2 separate regions of the Mus musculus genome follow, and region 1 is linked to region 2. A link is a contact called in public Hi-C data. All regions are on one chromosome and are shown on one strand. Each heading gives the region's core, a stretch centred on a gene start, on an enhancer-like site or on the middle of the called end of the contact. The rest is flanking DNA. Distances are from core to core; before and after follow the strand shown.

The links. A called contact is a pair of places that touch in the nucleus more often than the background predicts.
Region 1: a contact with region 2 is called in a Hi-C map of the N1E-115 cell line, with 4 times the contacts expected there. The contact joins two enhancer-like sites. A contact is called at or near these places in 1 of 15 datasets of contacts at CTCF or cohesin (the NIH/3T3 cell line) and 2 of 484 Hi-C or Micro-C datasets (the N1E-115 cell line and nephron progenitors).

The regions. Positions count from the first base shown.
Region 1 is chr10:96,467,740-96,471,757 of GRCm38.p6, forward strand. No RefSeq gene overlaps it. Among named protein-coding and RNA genes, the nearest start is that of Gm33843, 130 kb to the right of the region's middle. Within about 2 kb of position 1,547, at least 5 of the 459 cell types and tissues checked have an H3K27ac peak or open chromatin away from gene starts, as enhancers often do. A contact at or near this core is called in the N1E-115 cell line, where this site is marked.
Region 2 is chr10:96,303,134-96,306,908 of GRCm38.p6, forward strand. Gm40748 (a long non-coding RNA gene) reads right to left here. Exons shown (of 3, transcript XR_871975.1): 2 at 3,686-3,775; 3 at 2,368-2,632. Among named protein-coding and RNA genes, the nearest start is that of Gm40748, 3.7 kb to the right of the region's middle. Within about 2 kb of position 2,443, at least 9 of the 459 cell types and tissues checked have an H3K27ac peak or open chromatin away from gene starts, as enhancers often do. A contact at or near this core is called in the N1E-115 cell line, where this site is marked.

The sequences.
Region 1 (4,018 bases), core at 297-2,796, 160 kb after region 2:
AGGCAGAAGGAGACAGACGATGGATGCTTTTAAGGCAAGGGAGTCCCTGGAAGGCAGAAACTACTTTTAATATAATTTGTGCTTGAAAGAGCACTGTGATATTTAAGCCTGGCATCCCTGTGACAGATGCTACCAGGGCTGAACCACAATACCACTGCCATTTCCAGAATCGAGGCTTAAAGTAGAAGTCAAACCCTCATAAAACCATCTGTTTCCCTCCCCTATCTCCTGGATGGCTCTCAGCTGGGAAATGATCTTTCTCCTATGGTGAGCCTCCTACAGAGTCTCCAACAAAGACCACTCTGACCTCTGGATATCTGGACAGAGACAATTCCAAAAGCCCCCAAAATAAGACTTTGGTTCTAGAGTCACGCGGAAACTGTTCTCAACACTCTAACTTTGTTGGTCAAATTGGAGGAAGCTCATGGAGCTTGAAAATATGGCTCATTTCTGTGAAGGGTGATAAGCAAATTTTAAATTTTTGGTGACTTATCTCACCAGACAGACCTCTCTCTGGTTCTCTCTCTGAACCATGTGGAGCGTGTTTAGATTCCACTACTGGGTGAGGTCGAACATGGCTGTGCCATTTCTCTCTGCTTGAATTTCACAGTACAGCGATCTTTCTCTGGAGGTTTGGTTCTTGTCATCTTGGTTCCAATCAGTCCTTAAAAGAGGACAGGAACACATTTTAAAGCAGGAAGAAAGAAGGAAGGAGGAAGAGGAAGAGAGGAGGATGAAGAAGATGAAGAAAAGAGGAGGAGGAGGAAGAAATAATATGATGTGAATTTCACAAAACAAAGTAGAGCTTTGGCTAGTGGCTAACTTGGGTGTAGGCAGTGCATCCTCTTCTTCCCTCTGAGAATGCAGTGGTGAAATCTCATCTGCCCCAGTGAGGCTGCTGCATTTAGTTTAATTTGATCTACGCTCATGCTCCCTGTATGCCTGCTCTCCCAGTGTATGGATCCAGGAAACACCACTTTTCCCCTTTCATCTCCTGAATCCTTCAGTCTGAAGACTCATTATTGATCACAGCCTCCAAGAATTCAAAGTATGGGTTATCATCTCAAGGAAGGATTGGAAATGTCCAGAGCCTTGCTGCTCGAAAGGGCAACAGAACTTTGATCTCTACCATTTTCTTTAGGGCCCATGCTTTGCTCCGCCTTTTCAGACTATCAGAAGGCAGGTCTGCTGGTTCCGCTACTTAATTTAATGCTTCAGTTTTCAGGAGGAGCCAGCCTGGTCGAGCTTTTTAGGCTCTTTCTACTTGGGATGTGATGAATCAATCAATTGCAGGCTTCATTTTGTAGACGTTGGTATCCATGATGGGGTGCTAGCTCAGCCCTAGTAGCAGACAGAGGTGGCTCCGATAATTACATTAGAACCGTGGATACACACTTGCCTTAGGGCTTTAGAGTTGGGCTTAATCAAATCTACATTTGACATTTCACAGCCCACGCCAAGGATTTGTGCAAAGAAATAGCCGAGCACCGCCGGTTCTGCCTTAGCCTCCTCTTAAGGAAACAGCAGGCCTTGCGTTGGTTACATTTCTGCCCTGTGGTACAGCACTCAGAGCTTCTCTGGGCCATGTGCTTTTGATCCACAAAACACAACGGTTTGTTTGCTTGCTTGCTGTACTTAATACTTCTCTTGCACCCAGGCCTGGGGCTATGCTGTGGTTTGAATGTGAAATGTTCCCTGTCTTGTCTTTAGGGCCTGCCACAATTTCTTAATTAACTCTCTGCAGCCTAAATGGGTACTCAAGGTAATCACAAAATAAAACAGAAAATCTTGGAATGGAAATGATGGTGAACAAGACTGGATATGCAAAGATGACATGAGCCTGGATCCCAAACCTCCATAGAGGTAGCACTGGACCTGTGGATTGGAAGCAGCTGGGGCTTCTTGTTTGTTTTTGTTTGAAACTTACTTTTGCTTTGTAGAGTTAGCAATTGAACAAAACAGACTAAAAGACAATGCCTGGCACTGAAAAGTTGAAAGTGCTTTTAGGTGATTCTCATCCGTTTCAAATAAGAACAGGAGATCTGCACAGTTCACCACCAAGTGTTTCTGGTTACATTTTTTTTCTAAGATTTATTTTCAAGCATGAATGCACGATTGCATGCGTGCTTGCATGTGTGTGTGTGTGTGTGTGTGTGTTCGTGTAGGTGCCCATGAAGTCCAGAGGGAGGCATCAGACCCCCTGGACTTGGAGTTCCAGGTGACTGCAAAGGTGATAGGAAGTAAATTATGATCTAGAAGGACAGGAGGCTCTCTTATCCACTGATCTTCTCAGACTGTGATACAATTTTTCTTTAGAGCATATTTGGAGAAATACTGACAAAAGTCAAGAAATTGAATCAAGAAGTCGTTTAATGAGTATAGTCACTGTCCCTGCCACTGAGGATGGTCCAAGCTAGACCATCACAGCCCTGTGTGAAAAGGAACAGGAAAAAAACAAAAAACAAAAAAACCCTCCAAATGAAGTTCTGGATCTTCTAAAATGATGTTGGGGTTTATTCAGGGCAACACTACAATAGTAGTACTACGTCTGTGAAGGGAGTTCAAATCTCAGCCAAAGAGAAAAGAAGGAGCAGGTGCAAGATGGGGGGAGCACACATACACAGAAGACGTTCAGGTTCCATCAGACAGGGAGGGCAGCAAATTCAACAGCATAAAGCCCAGGCTGGGGACGAGTTAGATCTTGAAAAGTACTGTGGAGCTGTAGCCAAGTGGCAAGAGATATATGTTAGCTGGGGAAATAACGTGACCAAATTTGCCTTTTAGGTAGGTTAGGTATCAGCATGGCACTGGATGGGGGCCAGAGGGCAGCAGCCATGTGGCTCCATTACTATTGTTGTGTGAAAATGACAGGCTTGCTGTATGGATACAGATGCAAAGTGCTCCTTGGTTGAAAGATGTTTGTGTAAAGAAAGCTGAATCCCCAGACACCCAAAGAGGAAAGATCACAGAGGAGCGAGGCCTCCAGAAACTCCATGCAGATGTTGCAGCCTTCTACACAGGGCCCTGAACCTGCTTCTCATCTTATAACCATTTGCTGGCTTCCTTTGTATTTTGCAACTTCTTCCCATCTTTTTCCAACTTAAAATTTTTTATTCCCGAGTCGGTAAAATGATTCCATTTGGTAAAGGCCCTTGTGACAAAGTTGCAGAATTAAAGTCCAGGCCCCAGGTCCCACATGGCAGAAAGAGAGAAGCAATACTCTCTAAGTTGTCCTCTGTTTTCACATAGGTGGCATGTTCCATGGTGTGTGTGTGTGTGTGTGTGTGTGTGTGTGTACTCAAAATAAATAAATGCAATACATGTTCTTCACTCTTTTTGTGCCTTCCTTTCTGTCATTGTTCATGTGTTCTTAAGAATCCAAGTACCATCCTATTATTTGAATGCCCACACAATTGCCTCATTTTCTGTTATTTTCTGTGTGAAATTGCAAAGAAGAAAAAAATCTAATTGGCCTTATTCATCTCTTCATGCAATACTCTATTGTAGGTCACTGGCCAATCTGCATAGTGGCTTTCCATGGGTTTCTATGGAGATGGAATGTTTCCAACTTAGGAAAATAGATGAACAGAGATATTCTTTACCAGGAAGTGGCATCTAAGAAGCATTTGTTGGGACACAAAATTTAACTGAACCATGGGATGTCCCCAGATGAAACTTTGGAACATCTTTGGGTCATATGGCCAAATCCAATGACAACTCTGATTTGGCACACTTATATGGCCTACTCCTGGCTGATGACTGGCACCTCCATCACTGTACTCGTCACTAAATCATGTGAGTGCATGCTCCTGTGAAGCTTTTGTGGAGATCTAACATTGCTCCAATCATTTTGTGAAGAAACTATCTACATAGATTCTTTTCCCCAATGCATAAACAAGCTCACAGAAGGAGCTCACTAGGTTCAAGGCATTGACTCAAATAATTCAAGAGGTAATACCACAGTAGATAAGAAAAGGAGCAGAAAAGAGGAAGTGGCTAAGAAAGGGCAGGCAATTAG
Region 2 (3,775 bases), core at 1,193-3,692:
CTTCCCTCAGACAAAAACACATTGACAACTTTCTGTGTGATCTCCAGGGCTTGGTCCAAACATCTCAGATAAAGAATAACCCAGCTAAGCCAAGCATCTCTAAAGGCAGATGTTCTCCAAGTGTCAATCAAATCAGATGGTGCTCAGTAACTACTCAGATGCTTCTAGTGACCAAGAGGCCTATTGTCAGTGCTTTCTCTTCCTCTCCTGTTGTAAAGAAACTTTTATTCTCAGCAAACTTACCTGGGATTACCATCATTGTCTGCCACTCACAGTTGGCCCTACATGTCCAATGTCCAAATTATTGCCCCTCTCCCCACACAGCTTCTATTATTTGTGTGAAATATTTACCATCTTCTCAATTGAAGTTTTGATATGTAGCTTCCAGAATTTTCTGATTCTCATCAGCTTTTTCCAGATGCTGTCTCTAAACAGTCTCAGTGTCTTGATTTAATGTTTGATATTTTGAGATGAGTAACACTTTTTTGAGATACATAAAGAGTGGAAAGTTCTTGGGACACTGCTTTCCTTAATGATACAGCAAAAAGGACTTTGGTGTCACCTAAGCATGGCTGATCTCTACTTGTTAGCCATTTTGACCTAAGGTGGTGATGTAACTTCTTCAGTGTTTTAGTCTGTAAAAATAATAGTTCTTTCTTCTTGGTAAGTTATCTTAGCATTTGCTACATATTAGAAATTATACATATACATATATATATGAAAATATACATAAATATATATCACTTTTATTAATTCTGATTACTTGGGAAGATTATGAAAGTAGCATTCCATGGAGAACAGACAAATAGGGTCTCCAAGCATTTTTAAACTAATATTCAACCTTACTCCTCCCCCTTTAAAGTTATGAGATTACATTTTTGTACTTAAATTACCTAATATCGAGAGGCTTCTGCAGTCTCACCAAATCCCCATTGTGTCAGCACCGAGGATGCATACTCAAATGAAAAGGAACTGAGAGATGTGCATTCATTGTTTCTCTCCTCATACTGACTTTTATTTCACCACACAGCTCTGCAATGACCATAGTTGGTCATTTCCCTGATCCAACAGGAGAGAGAGACAGAGACAGAGACAGACAGAGAGAGACAGAAAAAGACAGAGAGACAGAGACAGAGAGATAGAAAGACAGAGACACAGAGACAGACACAGAGAGTGATGTCAGCATAAACTGAGTCCTCCTGTGTGAACATCCCAGGTGCTCAACTGCTCCTTTCAGAGTCCCTCCATTGTGATGAAAAAGATTAAGAAATCAGAGGATGTTCGTTCCCTCTGGAGCCAAACAGATGTTGAAGTCCCTAGATGTATAATGTATCATGTCTTAGACTCAGAGAGCACATCCAAGACACCAGCAAAAGCAGACTAGGAGAGGAGCATGGTTCTTCATCAAATTTCCATCCAAAGAGGGCAGCTGTAAACTCTTTATAGAGCAGAGCAGTGGGGCCTGTAGGGGATCCCTCAAAAGAGTGGGGATAGCCAGAGATACAACTACTGTCTTTCCCCGGGCCGCCCAATCCTTCACAAACTCCGGAGGAAAGAAAAATAATAAACAGGACATTCACTTCCCTTTAGGACCTCCCTTTAAAAAGAGACTCTAAAAAGGTCTTTTATGATATTATAAATACATTTTTGTTGTTGTTGCTATTTCTTTGTTGTTGTTGTTTTTTTTTTTTTTGAGACGGGGTGGGGGGGGGTTTCTCTGCATGACTCCAGCCGTCCTGGAACTTGCTCTGCAGACCAGAGTTGCCTCAAACTCACAGAGATCTGCCTGCCTCTGCCTCTCTAGTGAGCACTGGGATTAAAGGAGTGTGCTATCACTGCCCAGTGAATAAATTGTTTTTACTAAGATGACATTTTCAAAGGGAGGAAGAAGAGAGGAAGGGAAGAAGATAGACAGAGAGAGAGAGAATGAGAAAGAGAGAAGTCAGTGCTAAAATTCTTCACATAGCTCAGTCTGTTTAGCTTTTACTTCCAGTTTTGGAAAGGCAGTCAACATTTTGAAGGACAGATCATTCTCCTTGAAGGCTGAGCACAAAGAGATGGGCTGTGGAGACGCCAGACAGGAATAAGGAGGTGGCAGATTTGTGTGGACACAGGACTGCAACCATCTCTGCTCATACTGCAAGTGTCTTCTTGCAACAGAATCCAGGGAATAAGGAAAATAGGAGGTCTGTGCACTCAGACTCTCTCTGGGAATTCCCCTAAGGAAGCTGTTATTCTCAGTCTCTGCCTCTCAGGGACCCCTCGGTTGAATTGAGATTAAGAATCCTGTTATGATAACTTCCTGTCCTCTTCATCCACAAACAAGAGAACACTTGGGAAGATTTCCTTTTCTTACGTTTTATTAGAATCTGTCCTAAATTGTGGGGTGTATGAGATGTGGAGGGGCGGGCACCCAGAAACCGCATTTCGTAAGAAGCACGGACTCTTGACTTTGGCCTGTAACTACTTAAAAGCCAGATGAAAGTCTGGCATCTTCGCCTTCCTTTGGCGTCTGGCTCCTTTACTTTGGCGGAAGGCACCGTGGTAAGTTACTGTCCATAACTTGTGTCATCTTGAATTCCAGGAAGAACCGTCCTCGCAGGACAAACGCCCACTGCTCAGATGAAGAGAGCTGTCCGTGAGGATGAGATAAACAGATTAGCAAAATAACAGAGGGCCCAAAGATGCTTTATGTACTCCGTGGGAAGACACAGTAACCAATCAGTGAATTGCTCTTATCTTTGCCTGACATCTTGCTTAAAGCAAATAGCACACATGCAGAGACATCTGGCTCTCATTTCCTGGATAAGATGCAGGAATAAGTTAAATATAAACTTATATATCCTCCAAACCTAGAAACTTTTCTGTATCAATTAGCACATGGACTAAGGTAGTGATCATCCCAAGTGTTGAATACATAAAGTGAAGCGAGTTCTCACAGAAAAGCTATAAATAACGAATCTAGTGAACAAGCAGTTCCGCTAACTCTTGAATATATTAAAATACAGAGGTCTTTGGCACATGGCATCAATATCACTCCACTAGGAAGACAGTCATTTCATGACATTTATACATATGTGTACACACACACATACACACTCACACTAATTTTTTTTTCTTTGAAGCAAGGTCATACTATGTAGCCTAGGCTAGACTCTAACTCATGATCCTACTCACTCAATTTCCCCCCAGTGCTGAGATTGTAAGCGAGTGCCTCCATGCCTGTCTGGGGCGGGGAGAGAAGACATCTTATTAGATTGTGTGGAGTAACACAAATTATCTTCTCTAGGTCTCCAATTCCTAATCTGAGAAAAATACACTGTGTTCTTCACTGCCACTAAAGATATCACCGGCAAGGACAGCTTGTCAGAGGAGATGTGCCTCAGCAAGTGGATACCTGCCGTCAAGCTCACAGACACAGCAATGGCTGGGGGTGTTGGCTTTGTACATGCCCTTGGCCTCAGAATAATGAAGCTGTAGAGTCCTCCCGTGGGCCCCTCTTTCCTCAGGTGAAACTGTGGTGTGATGAAGAAGCTTTTGAGGGAGCGGCTGTGAACTAGTCCTGAGGTGATCTAGTGCTGAGGCGACTGATGCTGATTCTCTTCCATTCACTCCCGCAGTCCCTTTAATGAATGTTGCTGACTGAGTTTCAGAGATCGCAGACACTCAGACAGCAGCCAAATACCTTTTCTTCTCATCTTGTTTAGGGATTTCAACCATTCCTATGTGTCTTGAGATGGTCTGTCAGAGAGAGATGTTCCTTGAGTCTGGCCAC